Linked DNA regions of Cricetulus griseus: region 2 is linked to region 1. Evidence: chromatin contacts called from public Hi-C data. All regions are on one chromosome and are shown on one strand. Each heading gives the region's core, a stretch centred on a gene start, on an enhancer-like site or on the middle of the called end of the contact. The rest is flanking DNA. Distances are from core to core; before and after follow the strand shown. Region 1 holds the start of Akip1 (A-kinase-interacting protein 1). Region 2 overlaps Dennd2b (DENN domain-containing protein 2B).

The links. A called contact is a pair of places that touch in the nucleus more often than the background predicts.
Region 2: a contact with region 1 is called in a Hi-C map of liver, with 4 times the contacts expected there. The contact joins the enhancer-like site here to the promoter of Akip1 in region 1. A contact is called at or near these places in 3 of 8 Hi-C or Micro-C datasets (the CHO-K1 cell line and liver).

What each region holds. Positions count from the first base shown.
Region 1 is chr3:91,015,165-91,019,595 of CriGri-PICRH-1.0, forward strand. It overlaps Akip1 (A-kinase-interacting protein 1), which reads right to left and starts at 1,877. Exons shown (of 6, transcript XM_027410054.2): 1 at 1,724-1,877; 2 at 1,356-1,580; 3 at 535-615. The coding sequence starts at 1,574. Dennd2b (DENN domain-containing protein 2B) reads left to right here and starts at 1,904. Exons shown (of 20, transcript XM_035442293.1): 1 at 1,904-2,101.
Region 2 is chr3:91,187,387-91,191,817 of CriGri-PICRH-1.0, forward strand. Dennd2b (DENN domain-containing protein 2B) reads left to right here. Exons shown (of 20, transcript XM_035442293.1): 12 at 1,486-1,563; 13 at 2,065-2,205; 14 at 3,549-3,697. Among named protein-coding and RNA genes, the nearest start is that of Rpl27a, 19 kb to the right of the region's middle. Within about 2 kb of position 1,890, at least 1 of the 6 cell types and tissues checked has open chromatin away from gene starts, as enhancers often do.

The DNA of each region.
Region 1 (4,431 bases), core at 627-3,126:
TAATCCCAGCACTGGAGAGGCAGAGACAGGTGGATCTCTGTGAGTTCGAGGCCAGCCTGGTCCACAGAGTGAGTTCCCGGACAGCCTGGGCTGTTTTACAGAGAAACCCTGTCTTGAAAAACAAAACAAATACAAAAGAGACCTAACATATGGGCTTTCATGAAATTTTTGATTCAGCACATTTTGAAAGCAAAACTAGTTAGGAGTGATCCTGAAGATTTTAATTTAATTTCAAAGGGAAAAGCAAACATTCTCAAATTAGACTTAATTGCAGAATTCAGGAAATAAACACCACACTCGTCCTCTCTACCACTGAGAACTCAATGAGGGCAAAGACCTTTTCTGGTTTGTTTACTGATGTATCTTCAACAACTAGAGTTAGGATGAATAAATATTTGTTGGATGAATTCTAACTTGTATTTACCACCTGACTTATATGAACCTGCTCATTAAGGTTTGTAGGTCCAGGACAGAGGAACTCTGAGTCTTCCCAAGCACAGATCAGGAGCACAGTGTGAACTCACACCAACTTACCCCACACTGACTTGAAGTATAGTCCATGAATTCAGCTATTGTTCTGAAGGAAGCACTAAGAGTCGGGCGCCTTTCTTCTCTCTATTTGAATAAATGGCAAGTCATAGGTGAAACCTACAATTCCCTACAGGAAAGGACATCATTTGAGAAATCGCCTTTTTCATTTTTCAGGAAAGCTTCTGCAAGCTGAAATTGGGAACAAGGATCTTGCTGAGAAAGAGTTCTAACTCAGTAAACTAATGCAATTTATCCAGTAACTAAAATAATAGGTTAGCTGGCTTTACTTACTATCAAGTAGCAGAAAAAAGAAACTGTTATTGTTGGTTAGGGTTTTTGAGACAGGGTCACATGTGCTCTAGACTGATCCTTCTGCCCAGATCTCCCAAGTTCTGGCACCACACTATGGCATCTCAATATGTAAACCTAGCTGGCCGGAAACTTGTTATGTAGACCAGGCTAACCTCGAACTCAGAGATTTGTCTACTTCTGAGTCCTGGGTGCTAAGATTAAAGACGTGCACCACCACACTCCGCAAGAAACTATATTTTAAAAGTAACAATACCACGATTCTTTTGTTACTAATAAAGACTCGGTCACACTGTGCCGGTGCACAATCCCTTTAAAACTAGTACTTGAGGCGTAGGCAGGAGTTCAAGGCCAGCCTGGGCTACCTAAGACTGTATAAAATAATAAAAGGTGTCAGAAGGACTTTTCTGCTCTTTGTCCAGATATTTTGCATCTTTTGGCCTTGGGAGGTTCCCACCGGCCCAGTGGAAGGCCGAGAATGACTGGGTAGTCAGTCCCCCAGCTCGCGCCCTCACCTCTCCTAGGGGGCGCTGGGGACCGGGGACCGACCATCGTTCCTGGTAGGGGCCCTGGCGGTACAGGACCCCTATGCTGCCTTTGGATCGCTCTGGAGAATGCCAGTTCACTGCCCTTCTCTTGGCGCGCTCCAGCACTTCCCTCCCCAGTCGAGCCGATCGCTGCAGCGAGCGCCGGTCCACCCCGGTTAGCGCCGCGGTCGCCAGACTGTACTCCATGTTTCCCTGGGCACACACACAGACATCGGCGCGTCAGCCGCACCCAGGCCCGGATCCCGGAGGAAGCTTCCCCCGCAACTCCAGCTCTCCCTCCGCCCGCATCTTGCGCTCCAATTTGGGGACTAGAAGGCAGGACCCCTGGCCCTTACACTTCCGCCTCCCGGGGCCTGGGTGCGGCCCCTCACCGGACCTGCTTCTCTAGGAGCATGCGCACAGCCCTTTCCCGGACACGCCTGCGTTCCCGCGGTCGCCCTGTCGCGCCAGTTGCCGGGCTTACTGCTGGTCGCCGTGGGCGGGGCCTGGAGGTGGGCGGGGCCGGGCTGGAGGGGCACGTGGTCCTGGCTCAATCTAGCTACTAACGCGACTGAGGTGCTTGTTGTTCGAGGTCTTTCCCGCCCCGTCGGATCAGTGTGAATCCCGGGGCTTGTTGCGCCAAAAAATTTGTGTGAATAGGTTCTGCGGCGGCTCTTTCGTTCCACTTTTGTGTGAGGAGGTGATGAGTCTAGCTGAACAACACGACTGAGGAGGTACGGTTGGGAAAAGGGCGATCTGTCAGAAGAGCGCTCAAGGCTGGGGATGGGGTCCAGACAGAGGAGGCCTTGGGGCTGTGGGTATGACCCAAAGACTTCAGGGAATTCCAGAGGAGCCTCTCTCTCTCTCTCTCTCTCTCTCTCTCTCTCTCTCTCTCTCTCTGTGATCATTCCCTCCCTGAAGCTTCTTCATTCCTCCCTTGAAAGGATGGATTCACAATTTTGTTTGTGAATTTTGGTGCTTTTGTTGTTTGTTTTTTGAGACAGAGAATCCCTATGTAGCCTTGGCTGGGCTGGAGACTCACTATGTAGACCAGGCTGTCCCCCAGTCTCTTCCTCTTGGGATCTGGACCCACCTTTCAAGCATTAATCACATCAAAGTAAGAAATGGGTCATTTGTCTTTCATAATACCACTGGGTTATGGTGACAGCCCCAAGTCTCAGCACTAGTGACCCAGCAGCATCCCCTGATGCTTTAAGGAACACTTCTCAGCGGGAGTGGGGTGGGGTGGGGGGGTGGGTCCCTTACAAGACAAAAAGGAATTCTCAGTCTTTAGGTAGTATCAATGGATGGGCTTGATTAGCCATCTGAATTCACTTATTTTAAGTTTATAATTCAATGAACTTTAACAAAATCTCAGAGTTGTACTAATATCATCACAGCCCTGCTTTGTAATATTTTAGTTAACTGAAAATGCAATGTTGGGTCCGAGAGGTGATTTGGGAGGGAGGCTCAGGGGAAACATTTGTCATACAAGCCTAACTAACTGAGTTTGATTCCTGGAATCTATGTAAAAAGCCACATGCTGTAGTGTGCATCTGCTAACCTGGCTCTCCTACAGTGATATGGGTGGTGAAGACAGGAAATTTGGCTAGAAATCCTGGACTAGCTAGCTTGAACAAGCAAGACCCTGCCTCAAACAAAGTGGGAAGGTGAGAACTCACTCCCAAAAGTTGTCCTCTGACCTCCACACACATTCTTGGCATATCTTTGACACATTCACACACACACATAAAAAAATAAAGAAGTAGTCTAGTATCCACCATTTATAATAAATTCTCATTCCTACTTCTGGACCTAGGTAACCCCTATTCTGATTGCTGCCTCCATGACTTTGCCTTTTTCTGGAAATTCATATAAATAGAATCATATGATATGTGGCCCTTTTGGACTGGTCTCTTTCACTTAGATTACTTTGAGGTTCATCAGAGTTTAGTATATATCAGTACTTCATTCTTTTTATGGATAAGTAATATTCCACTATATGAATATATTGTATTTTGTTTGTTTATTCATGACTTGGATTATTTCCAGTATGAGAGCTGTTCTGATAATACATATAAGATTCTATGGACATTTTCGTTTCTCTTGAGCAGATATTTGTAAGTGAAACTTTTGAGGGTATTATAAATTTATATTTATATTTATATTACAAGAAACTACCAAAATATTATCCAGAGTGACTGTACTGTTTTATATCCCCACAACTGATAGTTTTTCCTCATCCATTCTAGCATTTGTTGTTTTCTTTACCTTTTATGTTTGTTTGTTTGTTTGTTTGTTTGAGACAAGGTTTCTCTGTGTGACAGGCTCTGGCTGTCCCAGAACTTTTTGTAGACCAGGCTGGCCTCTGCCTCCCAAGTGCTGAGATTAAAGGCATGCACCACTACAGACCACCATTTGTTTTTTTTTTTTAATTTTTAAAATTTTTAAAATTTTTACTACTGCTCTGAGTGTGAAGTAGCAGCTCATTGAGGGTTCAATTAATATTTCCATAATGACTAGTGCTGCTGTCGGCCTTTTTCTTGTCATTCCTACCTGTTCCTGTTTCTTTGCCAAAATATCTGCTCAAATCCTTTATTCTTTTTTTTTTTTTTTTTTAAGGTGACCTCTCTGGATTTTATTATGTCGTTAGCAAATAGTATGAGGTACATTTTCTAGAATTGGCTCCCTCTGTTTCTACTGTGTTTTGAATGTTCATGTTGAAACTTAATGCTCAACAACATTAAGAGGAACAAGATTGTTGGTGGTTAGGTTGAGAGCTTTGTCCTTATGGATTGACAACCTTTATTCGGCTGGGGGCAACCTTTATTCGTTTTTTAAATATGGTTTGTGTGTCGATTTAAAAAAAATATTAATGAGTTCTAATTCTGAGCAAATGATTCCTTATTGGATATATGGTTTGTATTTTCTCACAGTCTATTCTATATTTCTTTTTTTAAATTTTTTTTCAGTGCTGGGGATTAAAATACTCAGGGCCATTTGCATACTAGTCAAGTGCTTTACTCCTGAGTTGTAGCCCTTCATTTTATTTGCTGTAAAAGTG
Region 2 (4,431 bases), core at 640-3,139, 170 kb after region 1:
CCAGGGAAGAGCATGTTTGTCCTGGCGCACTCAGAGAGGGCCTGGGCTGGGTCCCTGCCAAGGGGGCTGGCACTGGCTCGGCATTCCTGCAGATTGGACACAATGATTCTAACCCAAATCCCACATACTTGATTTAATCACTTGGGGCTTTAGGGGAGGTGGGGAGTGGGGGAGGGAAAGAGAGAGGAGTAAGTTTCAAACCTAATATGGACAAAAACAGATTCTGCCTTCTCTTTAGATCTGTGACTGTGGCCAGCAGGTTTGGAGACTGAAATAGCCCCATCTGCATTTGCTTAGCAGCCTGCATGAGGGGCCAGCACCTGCTGCTCTGCTCCCTCCCCACTAGGCTTTGCCAGGCACTCCAGGCCTCTGAACACAGAGGCAGCCATGGGGTCTGCCAGCTCCTTGCTGGAGAATGGACTCACCCTAGTCTACTTGTGGGGCTCTAATCCTGGGGCACTCACAGTATGTCTCTTTCTTCAACTACACACCTTTTAAATCCCCCTTTTTTTGTTCTCTTTCACTTCATAGCATACCTCTATCCTGTGTCTCTGTGTTCCTTTTCCTCCTTCCTATCAGAAAACAACATGCTTTGGAGGTAAGACAGCAAGATGAAAGGCAGCACAGCCTCCTAGCTACAGCCTTCTATTTACTTGAGCTTAGGTGATGGCTTAATCTTCATGAGCTCAGCTGTAAAGCTGGGTGATAATGCGGCTCTTGTATTCTTTTTGTATATAGTACCAAGGCTAGGACTCTGTTATAGGAAACATTTAATAAAGAGTCATTCCCTTCTCTTATTTTCATTTTGCCTTCCTTGGGCACAAATTAAGGGGAGGAAGGGGGTATTTTGCAGAGTGTTCCTCATGATGGTGGGGAGGGGAACGATAAGGTCACATGTCTTTTTCCTAGGCATGTCCACAAGTCCTTCTTGGAGGCTGGAGAGATGTCTCCATGGTTAAGAGCACTTGTTGATCTTGCAGAGGATCAGGTTTGATTCCCAGCACTTATATGGTGGATCACAGCCATCTGTAACCCCCATTCCAGGGGATTACATGGCTTTCATTAGCACCAGAAATGCATGTGGTACATATGTAAACATGCGGGCAAAACACATAAAATAAATAAATCAAAAAAGATTCAATTTTTAAAAACGTCACAAGTCCTTAATATCACATCCTTTGGGGTGGCATCCTTAGGAATATAAATCTATAAGTTGCCCTGTAACCTCTGCTGTGCTGCTGTGTCCTCTGCCAGCCACTGTCTGTGTTTTCCTGGGATAAAGGATGGAGCTACCTGGAGCTTGGCAGGAGATTGGTCTGCCCCTGGGAATGGTGACTTTTCTTTGAGGACCTGGTTAAGTTTAGAAGATGTTTGGTGTCATCCTCATTAGAGGGACTGTACTTAGTGCTCAGTTCTCAAGGAAAGGGAGCCAGATGTGGTATTCATGCATTCTCTCTTTCCCTCTCTCCTACTCCTACTCTCCAGCCAAGTGGGAAAGGGCCTCGGCTGCCAGAGGTGTACTGTGTCATCAGCCGCCTAGGCTGCTTCGGGTTGTTTTCCAAGGTAAGAGGTCCTCCCCATCCCCCAGTGACAGCTCTCATAGGAGTATCTAAAGCTAGCCTAGATGAGAAAAACACCTGTGTAAGATAGCACAATATAGAGCAAGTACAAGTGGGCTCCTGGATTCTTGTATTCCCGAGCCTGGCTTACTCCTTAGCTGGCTGGCATTTCCCCAACTCCTATGTTGACAGTGACTGCTCTGTAGCAGCCCAGCCTGGACCATGAGCAGAAGCCAGGAGTGCCCAGGAAGCTGTCTACAGGTGCTGTTTCTTTTGCCCTGCTGTTCCCTTCATGGGGACGAAAGCAGGACTAGTGAGGGAACTGAATGGTCACTGAGAGCCAAGAGAAACAGGAAGGGTACAGAGATCCTGGCAGGGCAGCTTTCCTGTCTCTAGGCTTCTGGCCCAGCTTGGTCAGAGGCCAGGCTGCCCTCTTCTTAGTCAAAGAAGTGGGGAAGGCAGTTCCCAACACTCTATCTCTTTGGGCTGCTGGTGGTGGGCACAGGTCCTAGATGAGGTGGAGCGCCGGCGTGGGATCTCAGCTGCACTGGTCTACCCCTTTATGAGAAGTCTTATGGAGTCGCCCTTTCCAGCCCCAGGGAAAACCATCAAAGTGAAGACATTCCTGCCTGGTGCTGGGAATGAGGTAGGGAATTGCTGTTGCTTTCATCTCTGGCGCTGGGCTGGGTCTAAAGAAGAATCTCTGGGAGGTGTAGAACACAGTCTCTTCCTTGCATACCTTGTCCATACCCCTAACCAGGAATAAAAAATGTGAACCCTGGAGCTTTAAGTGTTGCCCGATTCTCTTGTTCTAGGGACTTCAGCTGACCGGTAGCCTGGATTAACTGTACCCCTAGCCATTTGCATTCACATCTTGGGATTATACCAGACCATGGGTGTAGTCATGAAGATAAGGAGTGGCACAGCTCTGAATTCCACTGGGAGTTTCTTACCTAGAAGGGGACCTGGTGTTGAATACTTATATTTATAAATAGTTAATTCCTAAGTGTATGTGAAAGAATGGGATCTTTTGAGAATGTATAACAGGGGGTCTGCTTTAGGTTAGGGGAGCAGAGAAGGCCTACCCCCCAAGAAAGTGCCATTTTACCAGGGGCCTCAGCAGTGCATAGAAGGTAGACAAGTGAATTGGGAGGAGGAGAATGGTAGAGGTGGAGGAAGACTATTGCAAGTGTAGGAGCAGCAGGTAAAGGACCGGAAGCCTGCATATCACTGCTGTCCTAGAGATGCTGAGAGTCAGCAGTCCCTCCACCTGTCACTGATGGGTCACTTGCAAACTTCACCACATGTCTCCAGAGAAGGGGCTTTGGGAGCTGTCATGCAGACCTTGGAATAGTCCTTTGAAGGGAGTACAACTAGTCCTGGCTTCATAAAAACTGTCTTGTTTCCTTGCAAGTATTTTGCAATAGCCAGACCTTTCTTTCTCCTTGGTACAGGGCTTAGGGTGGTAGAGACAGGGGAAGGATGGCAGGACACGCTTTGGAAGGAAGTCTTTATAGCAGGAAAGGGAGGGGACTTGGCAACAAGGACAATAACATTGCCTCCCCAGAAATGGCTGAGGCCAGAGTCCCTAGGTACAAGACTTCACTCTCCCTATGGCCTAGAGAGCAGTGGTTGATTGTCGGTGTGCTGAAGGAGATAGGAAAGAGAGCAGGAGGCTCGTGAAAATGGGGCTGTGTGTCTCCCTGGTTCTCATTTCCTTTCTCCACTGCAGTAGTCAGCCCTCCCTGCTTTCCTCAGAGCCTACATCTAGTCCCTCAACCCCGTTGGCTAGAGACTTCCCATCTTTACACTTAGCCCTCACTGTGGGAGCAGAGCTCCCAAGGGAAGGGGAGACTGGTTCTCTTACATCTGGAGAGGTTAGAAAGCCTTGGAAGAAGAGTGGGCTGGAAGGGGAAGTAGCTGAAGCTGTGTGTGTAGTCTTCGGCTCTCCCCTAGCCGACTTCCTCCGCTACCTTCCCTTTCCTGCAGGTGTTAGAGCTGCGGCGGCCCATGGACTCGCGGCTGGAGCATGTGGACTTCGAGTGCCTTTTCACCTGCCTCAGTGTGCGCCAGCTTATTCGAATCTTTGCCTCTTTGCTTTTGGAACGCAGAGTCATTTTTGTAGCAGATAAGCTCAGGTAGGACCCAGAGGACAAGGAAAGAGAGGGAGGGAGGGACGGGGTGGTGGTATAACCATTAATGAATTCAGCAAGTTTTTACAAGACTTGGTATATGCCATGCATGTGGTATTGAAGTGCTTGCTTGTGTGTGTGTGTGTGTGTGTGTGTGTGTGTGTGTGTGTGTGTGTGTGTGTGTGTGTGTGTGTGTGTGTGTGTTGATCATAAAAAGAAAGGTTAGCAGACCTATGAAGAGAGAAGGGAGGGTTGAGAACCCAATCGAGGACTTGGCCTGAGGAAAGTGACACTTCTTGTGTAATAGCCTACATGTATGGTGCAGGAACAGTTTGAAGATGGTAAGTGGCAAGCAACTCCAGCCAACCTGCCTGTGAAAGATGCCAAGTTTCAGGGGTGATAGACTCCAGGAAGGACTGCTGTGTGAGGGCTGCTAAGCTGTTGTGTAGGGGCTGGCTGAAGGAAACCTGGAGAAGTGGTGTCAAAATACTCCAAGGCTGGTTCCAGGGAGCTGTGGAGAAGGACAAGATGGGTCCTTGAGTGTATGGGTAGGATAGAGGTTACAGTCTATTTTGATAGGAGAGAGAGGAGGTCCAGAGACTGGAGGTATAGGGAGCTGGGATAGCTAGTTTAAGAAGGCTAAGAGCTGGGTGGGTTATAAGACTTGGTTCAACACATAAGCACTTTGGATTTTAGAGGTAGATATCTGTTTATCATAGAGAGAGGTAGAAGTAATGACC